Regions from separate parts of the Mus musculus genome. Here all the other regions are linked to region 1. The links are chromatin contacts, called in public HiChIP or PLAC-seq and Micro-C maps. All regions are on one chromosome and are shown on one strand. The core of a region is the stretch at or near the end of the contact, and the rest is flanking DNA. Distances in the headings are between cores, read along the strand shown. Region 1 holds the start of Notch1 (notch 1). Region 2 holds the start of Brd3os (bromodomain containing 3, opposite strand). Region 3 holds the start of Phpt1 (phosphohistidine phosphatase 1). Region 4 holds the start of Rabl6 (RAB, member RAS oncogene family-like 6). Region 5 holds the start of Slc2a6 (solute carrier family 2 (facilitated glucose transporter), member 6).

What was found. A called contact is a pair of places that touch in the nucleus more often than the background predicts. HiChIP or PLAC-seq counts read pairs in DNA pulled down with a chosen protein or histone mark.
Region 2: an H3K4me3 HiChIP or PLAC-seq map of stem cell-derived neural progenitor cells shows a contact between it and region 1, with 5 times the contacts expected there. The contact joins the promoter of Brd3os here to the promoter of Notch1 in region 1. A contact is called at or near these places in 1 of 484 Hi-C or Micro-C datasets (embryonic stem cells) and 2 of 115 datasets of contacts at active chromatin or transcription factors (bone marrow-derived macrophages and stem cell-derived neural progenitor cells).
Region 3: an H3K4me3 HiChIP or PLAC-seq map of embryonic stem cells shows a contact between it and region 1, with 7 read pairs. The contact joins the promoter of Phpt1 here to the promoter of Notch1 in region 1. A contact is called at or near these places in 2 of 39 promoter capture datasets (cranial neural crest and liver), 1 of 115 datasets of contacts at active chromatin or transcription factors (embryonic stem cells) and 1 of 9 other capture datasets (liver).
Region 4: a contact with region 1 is called in a Micro-C map of embryonic stem cells, with 3 times the contacts expected there. The contact joins the promoter of Rabl6 here to the promoter of Notch1 in region 1. A contact is called at or near these places in 4 of 39 promoter capture datasets (cranial neural crest, liver and second pharyngeal arch cranial neural crest) and 1 of 484 Hi-C or Micro-C datasets (embryonic stem cells).
Region 5: a contact with region 1 is called in an H3K27ac HiChIP or PLAC-seq map of bone marrow-derived dendritic cells, with 2.9 times the contacts expected there. The contact joins the promoter of Slc2a6 here to the promoter of Notch1 in region 1. A contact is called at or near these places in 3 of 39 promoter capture datasets (liver, neural stem cells and neutrophils) and 3 of 115 datasets of contacts at active chromatin or transcription factors (bone marrow-derived dendritic cells, effector CD8 T cells and pancreatic cancer cells).

Annotation. Positions count from the first base shown.
Region 1 is chr2:26,502,487-26,505,167 of GRCm38.p6, reverse strand. Notch1 (notch 1) reads left to right here and starts at 1,346. Exons shown (of 34, transcript NM_008714.3): 1 at 1,346-1,670. The coding sequence starts at 1,610. Gm35978 (predicted gene, 35978) reads right to left here and starts at 1,241. Exons shown (of 2, transcript NR_132655.1): 1 at 339-1,241; 2 at 1-4.
Region 2 is chr2:27,441,059-27,443,739 of GRCm38.p6, reverse strand. It overlaps Brd3os (bromodomain containing 3, opposite strand), which reads right to left and starts at 1,304. Exons shown (of 2, transcript NM_001360791.1): 1 at 926-1,304; 2 at 1-812. The coding sequence starts at 357. The coding sequence ends at 103.
Region 3 is chr2:25,573,536-25,576,216 of GRCm38.p6, reverse strand. Phpt1 (phosphohistidine phosphatase 1) reads left to right here and starts at 1,346. Exons shown (of 3, transcript NM_029293.2): 1 at 1,346-1,534; 2 at 1,905-2,029; 3 at 2,518-2,681. The coding sequence starts at 1,378. The coding sequence ends at 2,610. Ajm1 (apical junction component 1) reads left to right here. Exons shown (of 1, transcript NM_001005424.2): 1 at 1-801.
Region 4 is chr2:25,607,152-25,609,832 of GRCm38.p6, reverse strand. It overlaps Rabl6 (RAB, member RAS oncogene family-like 6), which reads left to right and starts at 1,352. Exons shown (of 15, transcript NM_001024616.2): 1 at 1,352-1,720. The coding sequence starts at 1,591. It overlaps Ccdc183 (coiled-coil domain containing 183), which reads left to right. Exons shown (of 14, transcript NM_029859.1): 11 at 40-208; 12 at 292-402; 13 at 477-573; 14 at 1,040-1,204. The coding sequence ends at 1,158. It overlaps Fcnaos (a long non-coding RNA gene), which reads right to left and starts at 503. Exons shown (of 8, transcript XR_003954003.1): 1 at 364-503.
Region 5 is chr2:27,026,655-27,029,335 of GRCm38.p6, reverse strand. It overlaps Slc2a6 (solute carrier family 2 (facilitated glucose transporter), member 6), which reads left to right and starts at 1,338. Exons shown (of 10, transcript NM_172659.2): 1 at 1,338-1,519; 2 at 2,033-2,195. The coding sequence starts at 1,431.

The DNA of each region.
Region 1 (2,681 bases), core at 97-2,596:
AAAGCTGGAATATAGTCGACACATAAGCAGTTAGAGGCCTTCAGGACCCATCTCAGAAGAGGCACTTGCAGTCAGGCGTTCCTTCTATGGAACTGCTCTCTGGAGCTGCAGATCTCTTATATAAATATTTCTGTAGCATTGGGCGCTTTTTCTCTCGGGTACTGACCCCATGCTGCTAACCCCCAGGCTTGAGGCCAGTTTCTGAGAGGAGCAGGAGATGGGGGCTGGACAGCTGTTGGCACTGGCCCTTTAGTGCCTTTCAGGAACAGGTGTGTCAAGGGAGATGGGAGGGTCCTAGGACAATATAATCTGGGGCCCTTATTCCTTGTTGAACTCACCACCGTGTTTTAGGATGGGGAGGTGTTGTTCGTTCCAGATTCCATTGAACTTTAACTGCAAAGGGATAAGGAAGGCATCTTGGACGCCCAGTGCTAAGCAGCTTAGCACAGGATGTCCAAACATCAAGGTGGAGATAAAGCATGAGAGGCTGTGTTGACGCTAGCAGTCATTGTACTGGAACTCTGCACTTTCCCAGGCCACCTAAGTCGGACACAGCCAGGGACCAGTGAGAAGGGTGACCGTGGAACGTCTAGACTCGGGTTCCTGCTGGGAATCGAGAGCGCAATCTGTCCAGCAAGGCACTAGTCCTTGGGGAGTTCCCTTAGGGAGCCCCGAACTCCCTTCTACAGAGGCTGCGGGCGCGACGCCATCATCGTTTAAGGTCAAGCGTTCCGGAAGTCATGGCTAAGAGTGCCTGGCCTCAATCCTCCTGATGCCTATAGCCGAGACCAAACAGCTCCCAGGAGTGGAGCCCTAGGGACAGGACACGCGCAACGCTGCCAGGGCGCCACATTTAAACTCCTGCCCCAGGATTCCCCCCAAACTTGACTTCAGCTGCTCCTGCCCACGGTCCTAGACCTAACTCCAGGATGGAGCTGGTTCCCCGTGCAGCTTTCCTTTCCCACAAGACCCGTACCTCCTCTACTATTGAAATGCAAATTCTGGCCAAATGTCGCAGAGGGCGGCTACACACAAAGCCTGATCCTTCCGCAGCGCCAGCTCAAACTTTTGGTCTCTGTAAACTTTCGAACAAGAAGTAGTTCCTAGATGCCCATTCCATACACCCCTCCATTCCTCCTTGTCTTGCGAACCATAAGATCCTTAGATCCTGGCTCGGGACGCGCTCCCTAGCCCGGACAGGCGCAGAACCCACCAAAGCGCTGGGAGGGACAGGGTCCACAAGGGGGTAAGGGTTCGCAGGAACCAGGGGCGGAGCCCGCTGGGATGGGGCGGGGCAGGGGCGGGCCCCCATAGGGGCGGAGCGCCCGCCCGCTCAGAGCCTCACTAGTGCCTCTGCCGCGGGAGGGAGCGCAGGGGCGTGGGGCGCAGGGCGCGGGCGCTGGGCGCGGGTGCGAGCGCAGTGAAGGAACGAGCCCGGGTGCCTTGTAGGGCCCAGCGCCGCTGAGAGCCCAGCGCCGCCCACCCGCCAGGAAAGAGGGCATCAGAGGGTGGACGCCTGCGGGACCGCCGGTGGTGTGCGTCAACGTCCGATCCCCGCCGGCCACCCCAAGAGGCCGCCGCCCGGGCTGCGGGCAGCTGGCGAGCAGGCATGCCACGGCTCCTGACGCCCTTGCTCTGCCTAACGCTGCTGCCCGCGCTCGCCGCAAGAGGTAGGCTCCCGCGAGCCCGCAACTTCGGGCGCCTTTCAGAAACTTCTGTTGCGCCCTGCGCACGCTTTGGGTAGATAGGAGTAAGGGACCAGCTGCCAGAGTTGAGAGCCAGAGCGGGTGGACGGGACCGTGGGACCTGGTGTCCTGGCGTGTGAGGAGGACCCTTCTCTTTCCAGGGGTACCCACTTTTCTCATAGCGCCCAAAGACGCTGGAAGTGTGGTATGGGGCCCCGGAGGCCCAACCCTGGCTCGCACTTGGGTAGACGCTCCTGGGGCTCGCCGCGGGGGCGGACATGCTGCTTGCGCCTCTACTTTTCGATTTGAATCGAATCGGTTTTGGTTTCCTGTTGCTTCTTGGGACCATTTATTTTCATTCTTCTTTGCCTCCGGCCCGTGCTAGGGCGGATGTTGGGGTGCAGTGTGAGGTCAGGGGCGCTATACTCTCGTTGCTTACTTAGAGCGGGGCAGAGACGATGTGCCCTGGACTCCTAGTATGGGGTTTTGGGATCGCTGTCCCCTAGCCGGAATCAAACTTTCGAAGAGGGGCGATGTGCAGGCGGCTTGCTGCCTAGGGTGGGCGTGGGACTGACTCATTTCGGAAGTTTGAAAATCCTGTGCTGATTGGAACGGGAGCCGGAGAGGGGAGCCCTTATTTCCCTTCCGGCTTCACAGAACGGGGTACTCCTGTTGTAGTAACCAACTGCACTCTTCTCCCAGTAATCGAAGGAGAGAACTGCCTGCCCTTTCCTTAAAAGTGGGGTTTTATGTGACGCTCGAGCTCAGCCCTACATCGAGGCTTAATTTTTAGAGCTCTTTAAGATGGCGTGGGAGGGGCTTGATTAATAATAGCCCCTTCCCGAGAACGGGGTGGAATTCCTTCTAAGTGGGGTTTCTAAGACCCCCTCCCTGGGTGCGGCGGGGGCTGCCCCTGGAGATGCCTGCGAACAGGTATTGGGTGTCGGAGTAGGCGGGGCAGGTCTCCGGGTGCGGCCCCGCTGCCCCAGGAGGCGG
Region 2 (2,681 bases), core at 55-2,554, 940 kb before region 1:
TACCTGTTGTGCCCCTAATAAAGTGTTGGATGACATTCTTGGGTGTTGCGTTTTTATACCACGGCTTGATCTTCATGGCCATCAAGGGTCTTCTCCCTGGAATTACATGATTGAGCAAAACTTAGACTGGCCAGTGTCCCTAGAGACCCCAAGCTGGTTTTTGTCTCGAACTAAGATGGCCTCATTTCCATACTGGGAGTACCACATGCTGCGGCTTCTGCTCAGGTATGTACTAGGTGGTACAGACTCCAACTTCTGCTGCTCTTGTTGCCAAATGAGCAAGGACGTATCCCTGTACCGGAGGCGGGCATAGGATTCTGACAGGGCCTTTTCTGCCAGCGGGACTCGCCCACTCATCCCACAGGCCCAGCGTCCTGCACACCTGGCTTTCCTCCTAGGCCAGGAACAGCCGGCTGCTGTGCTTTGTAACTAGTTGGCCAACAACCTTGATGGCTGTTGGGTTTGGGAGTCCTTGTTCAACTTAATAGTGAAAGTAGGTAACTTAGACCTTCCATAGGCAAGATCCTCAGGAGGGCAGGAGAATCCAAGACACATCTCTGACCATTCAGGAGCCACGTGAGAGCCATTCCAGACAAAGTGCTCTAGTGTTGACAGTGACTCCACACCACTCCTGGGAAGCTTATCAGGTGTCCACTGCCGCTGCAATACTGCTGAGCTCAAAGAGATGTATCCAGGGTGTCTGCAGCAGGGGCTGGCCTGTCCACCCCGCTCAAAACACAATGGGGATGTGGACTAAGCGTTGGTTCAGGTCCTTTCTTCTAGCCAGTCTTCCACTCTTACCAAGGGTGACACTACAAAGGGAAGAAACTGTCGGAAGGGGAGGGGAGTCGGGGACAGGCCCAGCATGGGCCTCACCACCAGGAGCAGCCTCTATGGGCCAGAGTGTTCAAGCGAGGTTACTCACGGATGCAGCTTGCTGAGCTGAGCTGAGCGGAAGGATGAGGCGGATGGACAATCGCAGGTCCCTTAATAACCCACAGACGGTTGGCGGTCCCAGGGTCTCCTCTCCGCTGGTGAGAGAAGCGGTCCTCAGCTATGGAGTAGAGAGCTACTGGAAGGAGGAAGGATGCGAGCCCTACGCCCCAGCGGCCAGCAAAGTCACCGCTTGCCCGGATGCTCCAGCGAAGCAGACTTTGCCACCGGCGCTCGCGGACACGCGTGGGCCTGCTGACGCAAGGGATCCAGGTCCCGGGCAGAGCCAGGAGGCCGCGGCTACGTCTCCATGGCAGCGTCGCAGGCGTGGCGAGCCGAGCACCGAGGACCAGCCTGCAGACGGACACATCGATCATTCTGTGGGCGGGGCCAAAGACCTAGAGGGAGAGGAGGAGCGTCCAGAGGGCGGTGGGGAAGGAAAGGGGAAGGACTGGAGTGGGAGGGGGAGCTTGGAGAGAACTTAGGTTAGGGGGCGGAGAGAATAGGGGGAGGAGGAGATCCAGAGAAAAGGGAGAGGGGAGGAGCTTGAAGAGAGGAGGAGCCGGAGAAAGAGGCAGAGCGAGATCCAGGATAAGGAGAGAGTGGAGAGAGAGGAGGATCCCGAGAAATTTGGGAGTGTGTAGTGGGGGAAGAATCTAGGAGATGGGGAGGCTCTGGAGGGGGGAGCATGAAAGGAATGCTAGGAGAAGACAGAGCTAGGGAGGAGAGGATGAGGATTGAGAGGAGGAGCCTGAAGAGGCAGAGGAAGAAGAGGCGTTTGGGGGAAGCAGAGTGGGCATTGCAGAGTGGAGGGGGTGGTAAACACAAAGGGAGAAGCCAGGATAGAAAAGGAGCCTGGGGAAGACACTCTGGAGTCAGGACTGGGAGGGAGATGGGGCTAAGAGCTGGGGAGAAGAGCTTGGGGGCATTGTAAGGAGGAGCATGGAGGGTGAGGAGCGGCTAGGAAACCTGGAGGAGATGCTGAAGAGGGATTAGGAGTTAGCATTAGGCACCTTCCCAGTTCTCGATCCTAACATGGTTTCTGAGGTTTTCTTTCTTTCTTTCTTTCTTTCTTTCTTTCTTTCTTTCTTTCTTTCTTTCTTTCTTTCTTTCTTTCTTTCTCTCTCTCTCTCTCTCTCTCTCTCTCTCTCTCTCTCTCTCTCTCTCTCCCTCCCTCCCTCCCTCCCTCCCTCCCTCCCTCCCTCCGTCTCTCTCTTTCTTTCTTTCTTTTTTTGTTTTTTCGAGACAGAGTTTCTCTGTATAGCCCTGGCTGCCCTGGAACTCACTTTGTAGACCAGGCTGGCCTCGAACTCAGAAATCCACCTGCCTCTGCTTCCCACAGTGCTGGGATTAATTTTATGTTTGGGTTGGAGCTTTTGTGGTCTGGAGTTTGACGCCACGGCCTTGGGCATGTTAGGCAAGTGCTCTAAGGCTAAGCTTTGTCTTCAGTCCTTATTTTCTTTGTGCAGTTTCCTTCTCAGACCTATTGCTGTTATTATTGACATCCCACTCAGATGATGGGCACATTTGTTTTCAATTTATTTAATGTGGTGTGGGATGCATCATTTCAAAAGTAGCTGCGAAATTCCGCCATTCCACATACTGCTCATTTGAATTGTCCTAAAGCCCCAGGAAAATTCAGCATACACTCCTATTACACCCGACCAAACACTGTGACCCCGTGTCCATCATTTTTCTGCATAAGTTCTATTTTCACACTTTAGTCCGATGCCAGTTAAGAATATTGA
Region 3 (2,681 bases), core at 97-2,596, 930 kb after region 1:
GGGCGGCGACCCAACCAGAGTTAAGATCTGGGTAAGGATTTGAGCTCCCAACACCTACCCAACAAGATGGCCTTAAAAATCTGCCTTCCAGAGAAGATGGAGAGGTGGGAAGCGTGTGCTGACGAATTAGCAGACAACCCTACTGAGAGCAGCTCCTACCACGGAATGACTTGGGAATGAGTAAGGAACAGGGCTGTCCCTAATTAGGAACTGGACTAGGAAAGGTGCTTAGTAGTGAGCCACCAAGTGTGGGTACGGTTAAGGAGTCGGTGCCGAGGCCTGCCCCGAATCCAATCCTGTGTGCAAAAGTGCCCTGGCTGCACTCCAAGCTGAGAGAGAAGCCAAAGCCTGACGTGTTGTGGAGAGGTCTAGGCTTCCCTAAGCCCCTTGCCTGACCCCGTACCTGGATCTGAGCCCAGGACTTTGTGGAGGGTGTGACCCAGAGAGGGCTTGCGACCAGATTCTCCAAGAATCTTGGGAGAAGAAGAAGCCCCAAGCCCTTAGGAGCTCTGAAAGTTCAATTGCAAGAACCTGGGACACACACCTATGCACGAGGGTGTGCACACGCGCCAGCTACCCTCGACTGGATGTCCCCGGGACACTCCAGCTCTCTCTCCTTGGCCCCTGTCTTAGCACATGCCCGGATGCCGCTCTTGCAACACTTGCTGCCCCGCCGCCTGCCGCCCTCCCCAGGGGCTCCACAGTCCCTCCTGCGGCAGACTGGCAAGAACGCCTCTGACGAGAAGGGCAAGTGCTTTCGAACCAAGTAAAATAGAACTTGAATGTAGCTGCTGCTAATAACTCGGTAGTGGTGGTGGTGGTGGTCGTCGTCGTGGCCGGGGGGGGGGGGGGGGGGGGGAGCATTGCGTCAAAGCTTCCGGGAGTAGGAGCTTAACAACCCGCAACCGGAGTATTGTGGAAGGGGAGGCCCGAGGGTGTGAAGTGGAGTATGCAGGGGAGTACTTGAATTTGGAGAGACCGGAGAGAGATCCTCCGGTTTACAGGTGTTGGGGAAGAGAGGACTTCGGATTTATGGTTTACGGATTGAAGCCTTAGGACCCAGGAGTGGAACCGGAGTGCGTCCTTGCATCCTTTTGCTGCCCTGCAGCGGGTTGATTTACAGCACCACGGGTTAACCTATGCCTCGGCTCCTTTAACTGGGACTCATGAGCCCGATCCCAAAGCTGCAAAGAACTGGGTTGCAATTGGCCAGTCCGTGCCTCAGATTGGAGGTACAACTGGCTGAGGCTCTGGGCTAGGTAAGCATTCCCTCACGGGATTGGCCGTGGCTGCCAAAGGGCCCGCCTCCCTACGCATAGGCCTGGGTCGGGTTTGGTAAGGGGCTGTGGGGCCCAGAGATCGAGCGCTTCGGGGAACATGGCGGCGGACCTCGGTCAGATTCCTGATGTAGACATTGATTCGGATGGCGTCTTCAAGTATGTGCTGATTCGAGTCCACTTAGCAGAGCCTTCTGGGGATCCGGCGAAGGAGTGCAAGGAAATCGTGCGTGGCTACAAATGGGCTGAGTACCACGGTGAGGGCGGGGCCTCTGTGCCCTTGGAGGCGGGACGAAGGTTAGGGGCGGGGCCTTACAGTTGCTGGTAGCGGAGTAGTGACTGCTAATATATCATGACTTGTACTAACACATAGCTAGGCTGACCTAGAAACGTCGGGATTTGGGCAGAAAGGAGTGCCATGACTGGGATCTTCTTAATCCCGTCTCTCACTTCGAAAGTGTCTTCTTCCTCCCGTTCATCTTTTTGCCAGCGGGGGAAGGGCTCATCTTCTCTGGGAAAAAGACCACCAAGAGCTGGAGCTTCTGACCCCATATCCAGCCCTAGAGTTCAGTGTGGGGCCAACAAGGGCGGCTAGGGCATATCCTGAGGCCACTCTCCCCACCCCAGCGGACATCTATGACAAAGTGTCAGGCGAGCTGCAAAGGAATGGCTATGACTGTGAGTGCCTAGGCGGCGGGCGCATCTCCCATCAGAGCCAGGACAGGAAGATACACGTGTATGGCTACTCTATGGTGAGCTCCAGTCCCCAGGTCTCAGCCAGACTGCAAAGCTCACCTTTGTGAGCCTGACCCCACCCCCACCCCACCCCACCCCACCCCTCACACCACCATTCAGGCCACCTTTGGGACTCTGAAAGTTGGAGCTACAGAACCCTTACTTAAGGGCTGAATGGGTTTTCCTTTCCCCACGTTTTCCAAATGACACCTTGGGCTACATCCCCGACTTGCTCCAGATCCTGATGGGTCTGTGTCCTGACTCTCTAGGGGCCCTTGGAGCCACCAGTACTGGGGTCAAATTCACAGTTCTATGTTGATCCTTTTTCATAAAGTCCACCTTAGACCCTCAGGCATCACCTGAAGAGCTCTTCAGTCCTCATCATGATCCCAGTATGATTAGGATGGTAGGATCTGCTAACTTTCCCCAGGGCTGCTATTGCTGCGGCTTCTGGGTGGGCTCCCAAAGCAAAAAACTAGCAAACTGGCGGTCATCCTTTCTCTAGGGTTACGGTCGTGCCCAGCACTCTGTTTCAACTGAGAAGATCAAAGCCAAGTATCCTGACTATGAGGTCACCTGGGCTGACGATGGCTACTGAAGCTCTGCCCCACCCCCCACCCCCCGGACTAAGTCAGGTCTCTGCTCTTGCTGTGTTCTGTTTTGAGGGGC
Region 4 (2,681 bases), core at 103-2,602, 900 kb after region 1:
CCCTCCTCCTCCTCACTGCTGTGCTTACCTCCCCCATAGCTTTAACTCTATCCAGAAGAAGATGAAGAACATGCTAGAAGAGGAAGAAGCAAGACTCAAGCAGGCCCAAAACAACATGAATAAGGGCCAGCAGCTGCTGCTGGTCATCCAGACAGGTATTGACAACCTCTACATCCGGCTCATCGGCATCACCTTGCCAACCTTCCAGGTATCAGCCCCCGGGGAGGAGATGCTGTGTACAGGGTCCCTGTGTGGGACCACAGGAAAACCAGCTGCTCCTCTGACCCACAGAAAGAAATAGCAGTCTCTAACACTCTTGATGTGTACGGCAAGCTGGATTATTGTGAGGGAAAGCTTATCTACCTGGCTGAGCGCATGCAAACGTTGTCCAGAAATGAGGAGGTAACCCTGGGCCATGGAGGGGTCCCCACAAAGCCCATGTGCTCTCCAAGATGATAATGGGTGCTGCCCTGCAGGTTGACACAAAGGTGAGGGACACCTTGGAGTCATCAACTCTAAAAGAGAAACATAATACCAGAATTACCTTTGAGGACCCAGAGGAGGACATGATAGGTGAGGCTCTACATGCCGGCCACAGGAAGATGGAGAAGGACGACAAGAACAATAGCTGCAACTAGATAGGGTCTGAACTCAAGACAAGAGATGGCATACATGGTGACTGGGCGCTGAAGGGAAAGGTTTTAATCGATAGACGTTACAGAGGTTTCTTTTTCTGAGACAAAAGGGACGTATATCATGGGATGGGCCAGAAGGGAGCCCAGACCGAACTTTTAGAAGAATTTCTGCTACAGAGGCAAGGTGGGGTGAAAGGATAAGGACAGCTAGTGTGGATAATCTTGGCAAATCCTAGTTGTCTGGCACCTGGCCTTAGGTGACTTAGGGCAGGGGTCTCCAGTCATTGATACATGTCTGAAATGAGCTCCCGGCAGGAGATGGCCTATGGCAGCAAACGCCAACAGGTAGAGGTGGGAGGCTTCTGGAAAGAGGGTGGCAGCCACTCCTTTTCTTGCCTGTTCAGAAACCTTCCAGTTTGCGGATGTGGACCATAGTTACGTCCCTTCGCGGGCGGAGATAAAGAAACAGGCCCAACAGCTGATCGAGGCGAAGCTCAAGGGAGCCAAAAAGAAGAAAAAGTAAACCTGTCTGGGCTGTAGTACAGAAATAAACATTTTTCCAGAACTACACTAGAGGAAGGAGAAACCTCGGGACTCTTGAGGACCGGGAAGCTGATCGTTGGACCAGAGGGGGTTGGTGGCGGCGAGGTGGAGATGCTAGAAAAGGGCGGGACCTAGTGCGCTCTCTGCGCATGCGGCGGCTACGTGTCCCTTTTAGCGTCCCGTAGCCGCGCCGGCGCCAAGATGGCGGCGCTGACGGGTGCCTGGCTGCCGCGCCGAGGGCCGTGGAAGCCGGAGCGGAGCCACAGAGGCTGAGGCCCCAGAACCTCGCTCGAGGCCGCGCCCGCTCCGGCCTCGGGGGAAGCCTGGGCCGGCCGGACATGGTGCGGGGTGCGCTGTGCTGCTGCCGCTGCTGAGCTCGCAGGCCAGCCCGGCTCGCACGTCCAGCAGGAACATGTTCTCCGCGTTGAAGAAGCTGGTGGGGTCGGAGCAGGCCCCAGGCCGGGACAAGAACATCCCCGCCGGGCTGCAGTCCATGAACCAGGCGCTGCAGAGGCGCTTCGCTAAGGGGGTTCAGTATAACAGTGAGTGCGGGCCGCGCCGTCGGGCAGGCCGGGGCGGCTGGCAGGGCCCGGGGCGGCCACCCAGCCTACTAGGGTCTGGAAGAATCAGAGGGTAGGGGCGGACGGGTCCCTGGGTTCTGAGTAGTGGTCGTTCCTTGAGGGACATCACCTGACAGGAGACCTCCAGAGAACAGCTGTGCGGCGACACTAGCGGAGCAGCGGTGGAGGACCCTGATTGGCGCGGGTACCCTGCGGAGAGAGACCATTACATAACCCGAGGGTGCGCGCGCGGGGCTGCGTGTGCCTGCCTCCTCTCCGCCCCCCGCGCCTGCTCTCACTTGAGGCTCCTGAAAGTCGGAGGCTCCTGAAAGTCGGTCGCCTGTGGGCCTTGAGCCTTGATTTTGTTTTTTTGTTTTTTGTTTTGTAAGGGATATGCTTTTTTTTTTTTTTTAATTTCAAGAGGCTCTTAACTCTGCATCCCTGACCCCACAAGAAGAAAAGTCCGCTCTGCCCTTCGTTATAAATTATGTATGTTGTGCAGCGAGAAGCACACGGTTCTCTTGACCTCTTTAGAGTTTTTCCATTTGCAGGTTGAACAATCAAAAGATTCTTGGGCAATGTCGTGGTCTGATATTGTTTACTTCTAAACTATTTCTATACTGCAACATTTTTGAAGCGCGTGCGCGCACACATACATGCACTGGCACATACACACAGTTCACTGTAAGCTGTGCCTCACAGGGTCAGTGATATTTAGGTAATAATGTAACATTATGAAACTTACTAGGAGGATTTTTTGTGCAAATTTAGAAGCAAACAGTGTATGTGTGTTAACTTGGAAGTTTGTATTTCTCTTGACTGAGGAAGAGAATTGAGTCAAATATTCAGTGGTTTGTGTTCTTTGGAATCTATGTTTGGATTCTTTCGTTATTTTTATATAGTATTAATTTGCAGCCCAATTCTAGAAATTAGGCCTGAACTA
Region 5 (2,681 bases), core at 89-2,588, 520 kb before region 1:
GTTCAGCGGTTACAAGACCAGGTCCTATATGCTCTGGCTCCCATTACTATTTGGTGACTGACCGGCCTGTAACTCCAGCTCCTACAAGTCCATCATTTCAGCTTCAGGAGCACAGACTCACAGACAGACATAAAATTTAAAAATTATATATCTTAAGTTTTTCACATGTTTGGGTGTTTTGTCTGTACCACATAAAAGCTGATGCCAAAAGGCACCAATTGTCCTGGAAATGGAGGTAAGAGGAGGGTTGTGTGCCAACCCGTGGGGCTGGGAAATCAAACCTGAGTCCTTGCAAGAGCAGCCAGTGCTCTCAGGCTCCCAAAATTATGTATAACACACACACACACACACACACACACACACACACTCAGCTTGGATGTGAAGTGGAACACCACTCACTGAAAGTTCACCTCCCCACTAAGTAACAGACAGGCAAGGCAAACACAGGAAGGAAAGACGTCCAGCCAGGGTGGGTCGCAGCAGTTTTGTGGTCTCTACTGTCCTCTCTAGAAGTGTTTCTAAAGGGGAACTGAGACTTCTACAACACCCTTTACTGTTTTAATAGCCTGGTAACAAAGGGTCAGTTTATAAATGTGAACAGGAAGTAAGTCCACTCCTGTGACTGAAAAAGTCCAAAGACACAGATAGGCATCTTGATTGTGGCTTTTTCCACCTCCTAGAGAAGTTTCTGTTTCGTTTTTTTTGGTCATTTTATACCATTACTGGAATGATTTTGAACAGTGCAAGCTATTTGGACAACCAGGAAATCCCAGAGATCAGGAATGTAGCTCAGAGACAGATTGCTTGCTAGCAGAGAGAAGCCTTGGGGTTTGTCCACAGCTATGGGGTGAGACACCGCAGGGCACCTGCTGGAGTTACCCCTAATTGTTTCTGCTCCACCCTCCTCCTACTTACTGTACACACCCAAAGTAGTGATTCATTGGAGTCAACTAGGGTTAGGAGGCGAGAAGTGAAGTGGCAGGTGTAGAAGTGACATCTATGTGACGGGAGAGGGCACAGAACAGGGCCAAGCAAGGCAATAATAAAAAAATATATAATAATAACAATCCTCCGTGTGACCTTGGCAAGCTTACGACTCTCTGGGCTTCTCCTCCATAAAGCCAGACCCAGCCATGGAGCAGTCCACGCTCTTAGCCTGGCGAAAGGGTGCTCAGGCGGCCCTGCCCTAGAAGCGGGTTTCCCCGGCAGAATCCAGCGCCTCAAGGCGCACGCGATGGGACACGCCCGGGAGCCCGATCGCACCCTGCATCCGAGGCGTGCGGCTGTCTCATTGGACAGCACGGCTCTGCAGGGCCGCCCTGCAGCCAATCGCATCTGTAGGGCGGAGCTTCGCCTGCTGTGCTGAGGGCTCAGGCAGATGCTTTAGCTCTGCAGTGGAGTCCCGCTGTATCTGACCATCCGCGCTGGCCATGCAGGAACCCCTGCTAAGAACCGAGGGACTCGACTATGATACCTTCCCCGAGGTGCCCGCGACTCCTGGAGAGAGAGAACGAGCCGGGTGAGAGTCTCAGGGTGTGGGCATGGGAGGTTGGGATGGCCTTATCTCCAGCAGACGATACACATCTTGGGCCATTACTGACTTCTGGTGAGTGGCCACCAAGAGTCATCTGACTCTTTCTTACCGCATGCTCGCAAGTCCTATTTAAAGAACTGGACCACCATAAAGAAGAGAGCCTCCAAAGGAATACTGGGTGGGATCCCCACCTGCCACAGGGGGAGGACATGGGTCTTGCCTAAGATCACAGAACAAGCTTTGAGCATCACAACAGGAGGCAAAAACCACAATTTCTTTTCTGGAGAAAACGGGCACCAGCCCCAGCCGACAGCCTGGGGATTTCCCAGAGCTGCTGCTAAGGCCTGAAGACAACTTGACTGGCCCTGGACCCAGGCCTCTCCTGGTTATCTGCCGAGCTGGATGGTCATGGGCTCGGGGAAGGCAGCAGTCTGGGAACTCAGGGTCCATTTAAAGGACTTGTCCTTGGTCCTTTGGTTCTACCCCATCCCCCACCAGGGCCTTGAAAAACAGAAGGGTGTTCCTGGCTACCTTCGCCGCTGTGCTGGGCAATTTCAGCTTTGGGTATGCCTTGGTCTACACATCTCCAGTCATCCCTGAACTGAAGCTCTCTTCTGACCCAGCACTACACCTGGACAAAATCCAGGCATCCTGGTTTGGGGTGAGGCCTGTTCTCTAAATCAGATGGGGTAGTGGAGGGAGCATGGGCCCACTCAACCTGCTTACCACAGGGAACTAAAATCACCTAGCCTTGGAACCTCCCCTAGAGCACCGGTATCTCTCCCTAACACGCATTCCCGTCTGCTAGCGGTGATGGCAAGTGACATGAGGAAGTGACATCCTGCAGAGATGTGGGCCAGGGCTGAGGGGAAGATTTCCCAACCCCATACCCAAAGCCAGGCTGCCACAGCAGAGCTGACATCCTCCTGGGTGCCTGGAGGCAGTCACACCAGATGCTAGCGGGATGAGAGGTGCCATATGGACAAGGACAGAACGTGGCTAAACAGAGCCCAGGAGCCCAAGACTTTAACGTTAGAATGTCAGTAGACCCTGAGTTAGGACTGCGACTTGACAGCAAAGCTGGAAAGATTTGGGGTCTCCTGAGCATTTCAAATGGGGTGGGAATGTGCAAGGCGCACAGCACATG